Regions from separate parts of the Zea mays genome. Here region 2 is linked to region 1. A link is a contact called in public Hi-C data. All regions are on one chromosome and are shown on one strand. The core of a region is the stretch at or near the end of the contact, and the rest is flanking DNA. Distances in the headings are between cores, read along the strand shown. Region 1 holds the start of LOC100191955 (HXXXD-type acyl-transferase family protein). Region 2 holds the start of LOC542108 (fructokinase 2).

The links. Hi-C and Micro-C count contacts between places; a contact is called where the count stands out from the background.
Region 2: a Hi-C map of ear shows a contact between it and region 1, with 1.9 times the contacts expected there. The contact joins the promoter of LOC542108 here to the promoter of LOC100191955 in region 1. A contact is called at or near these places in 2 of 25 Hi-C or Micro-C datasets (ear and tassel).

Annotation. Positions count from the first base shown.
Region 1 is chr6:8,712,428-8,716,576 of Zm-B73-REFERENCE-NAM-5.0, forward strand. LOC100191955 (HXXXD-type acyl-transferase family protein) reads left to right here and starts at 2,284. Exons shown (of 1, transcript NM_001137379.1): 1 at 2,284-4,006. The coding sequence starts at 2,393. The coding sequence ends at 3,856.
Region 2 is chr6:8,867,268-8,871,416 of Zm-B73-REFERENCE-NAM-5.0, forward strand. LOC542108 (fructokinase 2) reads left to right here and starts at 1,713. Exons shown (of 3, transcript NM_001111741.2): 1 at 1,713-2,157; 2 at 2,982-3,644; 3 at 3,733-4,149. The coding sequence starts at 1,945. The coding sequence ends at 3,864.

The DNA.
Region 1 (4,149 bases), core at 1,034-3,533:
GATGCATGGACTAGGGCTGGGCATTCGGTTTTTTGGGTCTATTCGGTTCGGTCTATTCGGTTTTCAAAAAATTCGGGTTTTAGATATCAAGAACCGAAATCTTAATTTTTTTTACAGGAACCGAACCCGAATAGACCATAAAAATCGGTTCGGTCTATTCGGTTCTTCACGAACCCGAACAGAGCACAGATGACAGACAATGACATGATAATTAATAAATATATACCACAGGAAATAACAGTTCACACAGTAGAAAATGCCTACTACATGCAAGTTTACTCACCACAGGAAATAACTTAACAGATTCATCATCAATCCATCACAATTCACATTTCACAAACAAATTTAAAAATCTGGTCATCTGCAAATAAGCAAAGCAAGTTTGCAACTACATACATATTTGGAAATTCGATTATTCAAACAACAAGCTTGCAGCGGCATTCATATTTGCATGCAAATTGGAACGACAAGTTTGCAATAGCTTTCATATTTGCATGCAAATGAGAAGTCGGCTTACATTGCAAGATTCCTCGCTGGTTGCCGTCGTGCCTTCGGTTAGCGTACCTTACTGGTGGGTCGGTCTGCAGCGAGTCGTGGGCACCACCGAGGCACCGAGGAGCAGGACGTCGAGTCGCCGAAGTCCGAGCAGGACGTCGAGTCGCCGAACGCCGAGGTGCGGTGGCCGGTGGTAGTGGATGGCTGGCGGCTGGCGCCTGGCGCTGCAGACGCGCAGAGGCTGCGAAGCGGTGGATCTACGGCGCGGCGGCGGACCAGTGCGACTCGGTTCGGCAGAGCGACGGTGGATCGACGGCGGCACGGCGCGGCGGCGGACCAGCGTGCAGCGTGCTTGCGGGCGGTGCGGCTAGGGTTGCGGGTGCCGGGGTGCGTCGTGCGGACTGCGCCTGCGGTCGTGCGGTTAGTGAGTTGGGCCGTTAGTGAGTTGGGTCGTCCGGTCGTGCGGTTAGGACTGCGCCTGTAGATCGGTTCTTTGAGTCTAATCGGGTTTGGCTGGCTGAAAACCGAACCCGCAACCGATACCCGAACAGAAGAGATTTAAGAACCGAAACCCGAACCCGAAAACCGAAAACCGACCTATTCGGTCTATTAGGGTTCGGGTTCGGTTCGGGTTCGGTTTTCGGGTTAAAAATGCCCAGTCCTAGCATGGACCATGGAGGCTGCTAGTGCTAACCAGGCCACCAATCCACCATGCATGCATGCATGTGTGAATTGAATGAAGCTGAAGTATGTGGAGATGGATGGAGAATCATGCATGGCCGGCCGGCAAGGGTGGTGGTGGAGCCGATGGAGTGATGGCCGTGCGTGGATGCAGTTATTCCTCCTCTGCGCATATCCTCTCGTACAGGCGGCCCGCCGAAATGGTGGTAGCAGACGGTCATGCCCGGGGCCGGGACCGGGATGAGCAGCAAACTTTAACTTGAGTGTGAGAATTAGAAAAAGAAAGAAAGAAATGATCAGAAAGCCGTCGAATGATCAATGCTTCTCTCAGCCCAGAGAGGGTTTCGGCCCATATATAAATAAAAAATTGGCCTGCGCAAGCTCAAGTAGAGGATGGGCTGCCACCCCGCAAATATTTTAGCCCAGTGTACACGTACCCTGGACACACCAAGGAATAGGAATGGTAGGTAGACATTGGCAATGGGACCGATCCTCGATTCCTCGTGGGAAATTCCTCTATTAGAGCTAGTTTAAGAAATTTATTTTTCAAGGTATTTTTATTTTTCCGAAGAAAATTAGTTTATTTTTATTTGGTAAAATAGGAATCTCTCGGGAAAATAGAGTTCCCAAACTAATTTAGTCCCCGTGAGAATCTAAATGGGGAAATTTAATTCCCATCGGGTTTACGAGGACGGGGACAGAGAACCATCCCCGTTCCTGTGTACCCGCTCCACGAAGCTTTTTTATCCGAGTTAGTCAATCTACTTGCTAAAATTATAGTAAAAACTCAATGCATGACATATTATAAAATAGAAAACTAAACTTTAAAGTAGATGACTCTTATAATTTTTAATCTTGTTTATTAAATTTGTAATAATTTAATACACTCAATTTAAATTTATCTTTAAATATTTTACTTCTACCGGGAACATATATCCCACAAGGTTCTCCACGGAATAAATTCTCCGATATAGATGGAGATGGGAGAAAAAGCTCTCACGTGAGAGCATTTTCCTTTCCTCCCCGTGGGTATGGGGAGCCATTTCCTGTTGCCATCCCGAGTCAAAGGTATACCACGTAAGAAGAAGGGAAAAAAAAGGCAGACCTGTCGGTTGGTCCGGCGGTGGCAGCGAAGCCGCCCTCACAGTCACAGCTACTTCTGCTCGCCCGCCACTCGGAGTAGCGTAGTGCGGTGCGGTGGTGAGTGACAGGAAGGATGGAAGAAGGCTTCACCGGCGGCGTCCGGATCGTGTCCAGGCGTCTCGTCCGGCCGGAGCCGACCGCGAGCTCGCCGGCCAACAACAGCGCGCCACCGGAGGAGGAGGAGGATGAGATAATGCACATGACGCCGTGGGATCTGCGCATGATCACGGTGGACTACATCCAGAAGGGACTGCTCCTGCCCAAGCCCCCGGCAGCAGGCGGGGCGCACGCGCACCGACTCGTGGACGGCCTCGCGTCGTCCTTCGCGCGCGCCCTGGCCCGCTTCTACCCTCTGGCCGGCCGCCTCGCCGTGGATGCCGCCACCGGCGGCCCGGGCGTCGTCGTCTCGCTCCGCTGCAGCGGCGAGGGCGCCGAGTTCGTCCACGCCGAGGCGCCGGATGTCACCGTCAGCGACATCATCACGCCGCCCGCAGGCCGTTACTACGTCCCCAGCGCGCTGGTCTGGTCGCTCTTCCCGCTGAACGGGCTGCTGGGCACGGACGCCGCCCTGGACGACGACTCCCGCGCCCCCCTGCTATCGGCGCAGGTCACCGAGCTCGCCGACGGCGTCTTCGTCGCCATGTCGCTGAACCACGCCGTGGGCGACGGGACCACGTTCTGGCACCTGTTCAACACCTGGTCGGAGATCAGCCGGGCCGGCGGCGAGGGGCGCGAGGCGGAGCTCTCCACGCCGCGGCCGGTGCTGGACAGGTGGTTCCTCGACACCTGCCCGGTCCCCATCGCTCTGCCGCTGCGCAAGCTGGAGGACATCGTCCGGCAGCCCGAGTACCCGCCGGTGCGGGAGTGCTTCTTCGACTTCCCCGCGGAGAGCGTGCGGAAGCTAAAGGCGAAGGCGAACGCCGAGATGGCGGCGGGAGGCGGCACCGCGCCGGCCGCCGTCGTGCTGTCGTCTCTGCAGTCCCTGCTCGCGCACCTGTGGCGGGCGGTGTGCCGGGCCCGGGATCTCGCGCCGGGCGCGGAGACGGCGTACCTCCTCCTCGTCGGGTGCCGCGCGAGGGTGCGAGGCGTCCCGCAGGCGTACGTGGGCAACGCCGTGACGCTCGCCGTGGCAAAGTCGACCGCCGGCGAGGTGCTGGGCGGCGGGCTGGGCTGGGCGGCGTTGCTCTTGAACCGCGCCGTGGCGTCGTTCGACGAGGCGGGCGTGAGGGCCGAGCTCGCGGCGTGGGCGCGCGACCCTCGGTTCGCGTACGTGGAGCCGCGCGGGTACGGCGGCGCCGCGACGGTCGCGACCGGGAGCTCGCCGCGGTTCGACGTCTACGGCAACGACTTCGGGTGGGGCCGGCCAATGAGCGTCCGCAGCGGCGCCGGGAACAAGATGGATGGGAAGGTGACCGTGTACGAGGGCCGCGGCGGCGCGGGCAGCATGGCGCTGGAGGTGTGCCTGGCGCCCCAGGCGCTCGCCAGGCTCGTCGCCGACGACGAGTTCATGGAGGCTGTGAGCGCTGCCGCGCCGTGAATGCCTCCGCCGCCTGTGGCTGTGCTGAGAGCCACCTGTACCTTTGAGAGACAATTCTTCTATCCATCAGTTGCATGAAATCTGGGCTTTTGTTCGGCGACCACGTTGTCCATTCATTTCGTTTGAAGAAGATTTGAGTTGTCTTTTGTTCGTCTTCGTATTGCTGACATGACGCGCCCATGGAAGAAAGCAGAGGCGACGGCGATTGCTCCGACGAACTCGCGCATCCCTGTCATGTATGATGTATCGCACTACTCGACCACGTTTCGTAATGATGAAGGTGACAAGGGCAG
Region 2 (4,149 bases), core at 463-2,962, 150 kb after region 1:
GGCAGGCGAAGCCATGGGTGTGGATACCTTCGTTGTACTCTTAAAATTTCGTAGATATCAACATTATAAATTCGAATTTATTATTGTTCTCTTCAACAACCAACTCCAGAATTGAGGAACCAAGTTATAACCATTGTGGAAAATCATGACTTTGTAGGATTCAGACCTTCGGAATAGACCTTCGGGGGCAAGGGGCTACCGTTGAGGATTTCACCACAGGTAAACGTGTCTCTCTCGAAAATTCATAGTTAACTAACGTGCATATGTTGTCAACATAGGTTTGCATAATTGACTTTGTGACCATTAAGGCAATCAAAAGTAAGAGGAACATACTAACTCGCGGACACGAAGACTCCAACCTCTGCCCCCGAAGCTCTGGTAGCGAAGGCAAAGGGGCACGAAGCCTCACGTATGAAGGCTACACACGTGAAGCCTCACCTATGTGAATCACGTGCAAGGAAGCTTCAATGAAGGGAAGTACCCTAGGCCATCTCCAGCGGGTCATGTAAACGGCCGTACAAAGTACTGTTTAGATTGTATTGTTTGCAGAGCAGAATTTGAACTAAGGAGTGAAATAGGGAGTGAAATAGAGAGTCTACGGAGAATACCTCGTTTGAGGCACAGACATGCTCACGATGACCAACCGTCCATAGTGGCCTGGTTGGATGAGAGATGGATAGTGATCATATCACCATCGTGCAGACGAATTGTTATAATCTTATAGTTGGGAGGTCGGAGTCTTTTTTATATATGGATTACAAAGATATAGGGATCCCTATAAACACCCTCAGTATATACTGTTTATTAGGGACATGGCAAATTTTATCCAATACATTACAGGGTATATTCGCATTCTCCCCCATGTACTGTAATGTACTGTTTGGGTCCGTTCGATAAAAAAAAATAGATGGGGTGGTGGGAAAATTAATGTCTCTAGCTCTAATCATCTTACGTCTGCACGCGTCTTGTTTGGATAAAATTTGTATGTTCATCAGTTTGCATGCACCTGGTTTGGGTTTGGGTGGAGGCATGAACATAAAAACTACCCACCCTAGATCTCGATGCAATGCAGCATACCGAACCAGACGCAGGAGGAGGCGCCGATGATGACGATGGACGTGCACTTTGCTTGCTCCGGACTCAAACGAAGACAGCGCGCAGCTCACCTCAGATCTCCCCACCGACACACACACACACACACCACCACCACCACCAGTTTGGAACTTTGCATGCATCCATGCATGAGCGAGTAGCACGGATCTACCTCCAACGTACAGCAGGGACTGCTATCTCGTAGCCGTAGAGCAGTTCAGGGTGCAGACCGGATCCGTTCGGTTATTTGTACATCGTCCATTCTTTTTTTACTTATAGTCTTTTAATTTAAAAATAAATTAGCAACGATAAATATTCGAAAACCGAGTTATTTCTATTTCTACAGGGGTAGGGGGGAGAAACAAATACGCGTCCGTGAATAAAAGATCAAAAGGAATCGATCTACCAGGCTTATTTTACGGGGAAATTACGAGGCTATCGATAGTTAGTTACAGGATAAGGGGGATTGGCGCCCGAAATCTTCGCCTACCGACCGCTGGACCCCGCGCCACCGCACGCCCTGACCAACCAGGCGGGTCCACAGGGCAGAGACCAACCAGGCGGGCCCACAGGGCAAAGGGAGAGAAAATAAAAAGAAAATATATACGTACCAGAAATTTATCTATTTTACGGGCGGATAAAGACGGGCGGTAAATCCTAGTCCCATCCAATCCCGTCACGTTCGGCGAAACCCGGGTTATAAAACCGGAGCACCTCGCCCCCCCTCTACCACCACCGCAGCCGCAGCACAATCGCCTCGCCTTCCCTTCCCCACCAGCCCGTCTCTCTCTTCTCTCTGACTCTCTCTCTCGTAGCCGCGTCCACCTCGCAGCAGCAAGCAAGCGCGACCAAATGGCGCCTCTAGGAGACGGCGGAGCTGCTGCCGCGGCGGCGTCCAACAACCTGGTGGTGTCGTTCGGCGAGATGCTGATCGACTTCGTCCCCGACGTGGCCGGGCTGTCGCTGGCCGAGTCGGGCGGCTTCGTCAAGGCACCCGGCGGCGCGCCCGCCAACGTCGCCTGCGCCATCGCCAAGCTCGGCGGATCCTCCGCCTTCGTAGGCAAGGTACGTCCCGTTTCCATCTCCGTCTCCGTCTCCGTCTCCGTCTCGTAGATCCGCTTGATCTGCTCGTTTGGGCGGCGTGCTCTCGACCGGGATGCGGGATCTGGCCATCCGATCTCCGCCGGCGTCGCCTCGGCTGGGATCCGCGTGCCACTGCCAGCACGGGCCGCGGCCGTTGACCTCTGCCTTCCTAAAGTTCCGTCCGTTCATATTTGACCCCGATGCTTCGGCGACGTTGTTCTCTCTTTTTTTTCCTGGGCGGCAAAAACATTGTTGTGCTGCAGCTAGATGTGTCTTTGTCGTTGGACAGATGCCATTGTATAGATCTTGACGTATTCTATGCGTCCCGAAAAAAAGTTATATCCCGGAATTTATTTATTTTTTCTTCAAAAGAAAATACCACTAGATATACATATGGGCCCACCCGACCTACTAGGCTAGGCTAGCCCAGCTCGCTGCCTTTGTCGTTGTCGTCGTGTGGGTGCGTTGCGTACGCATAGTACAATGTACAACTGTACACTGCACTGCACACTAGCTGCTCAGCTCAGCTCAGCTCACGCACGGGCCAGCCATTATTGTTGACCTCTGGGATTACGATGTGTCACTTGCGCGCGGCGGGGCCCGGCTGACTCGGATCCGACGCCCGCTTGTCCGTCAGATTCGGATCCTCCAAGAGCCGCCGGCCCAAGAAAAAATACAAAAAAAGTTTGCAGCTTTTATTAGATTATTATTATTATTATTATTATTATTATACAATTACACATTGCTACTGATGACGCCCTGCCCTGCCCTACCCCGCCTCCTCCTCCTACTCCGGCGACGTGCAGTTCGGCGACGACGAGTTCGGGCACATGCTGGTGAACATCCTGAAGCAGAACAACGTGAACGCGGAGGGGTGCCTGTTCGACAAGCACGCGCGGACGGCGCTGGCCTTCGTGACGCTCAAGCACGACGGGGAGCGCGAGTTCATGTTCTACAGGAACCCGAGCGCGGACATGCTGCTGACGGAGGCGGAGCTGGACCTGGGCCTGGTGCGGCGCGCCAGGGTGTTCCACTACGGCTCCATCTCGCTCATCTCCGAGCCGTGCCGCTCGGCGCACATGGCCGCCATGCGCGCAGCCAAGGCCGCGGGCGTGCTCTGCTCCTACGACCCCAACGTGCGCCTCCCGCTCTGGCCGTCGCCCGACGCCGCACGCGAGGGCATCCTCAGCATCTGGAAGGAGGCCGACTTCATCAAGGTCAGCGACGACGAGGTGGCCTTCCTCACGCGCGGGGACGCCAACGACGAGAAGAACGTGCTGTCCCTGTGGTTTGACGGGCTCAAGCTGCTCGTCGTCACCGACGGGGACAAGGGATGCAGGTACTTCACCAAGGACTTCAAGGGCAGCGTGCCCGGCTTCAAGGTCGACACCGTCGACACCACCGGCGCCGGCGACGCCTTCGTCGGCTCCCTCCTCGTCAACGTCGCCAAGGACGACTCCATCTTCCACGTATGGAACGCTTCATTCTCTTCTGCTGCTGCTGCCTGCTGATGATGGTCAATCACGTGATAATGCTTCTTTTTTTTTCCCCTCTCAGAACGAGGAGAAGCTCCGCGAGGCTCTCAAGTTCTCCAACGCCTGCGGCGCCATCTGCACCACCAAGAAGGGCGCCATCCCGGCGCTGCCCACGGTCGCCACCGCCCAGGACCTCATCGCCAAGGCCAACTAGATGGCCGCACGCCCCGCCGTTCCACCACGTCACTGTCCCCCGCCGCCCCGCCCCTCGTCGTCGACGTCCTCGGTTTCGGTTCATTAGGTAGATCGAGTCTTAGCGTCCGTCTCTGCGCCTCTACGCTGAGACGGTTTGTTTGGGTTAATTAAGTTAGCTTTCGTGGAGATTTCGCCCCGGGGCATCAATAAAATGTTGGCATGCGTGGTGGGATGCTATCCTTTTTTTTTATTTTATTTTATTTTATTTTTAGCTTGGATCAGTTGGGGTTTTGAACATTGCTAG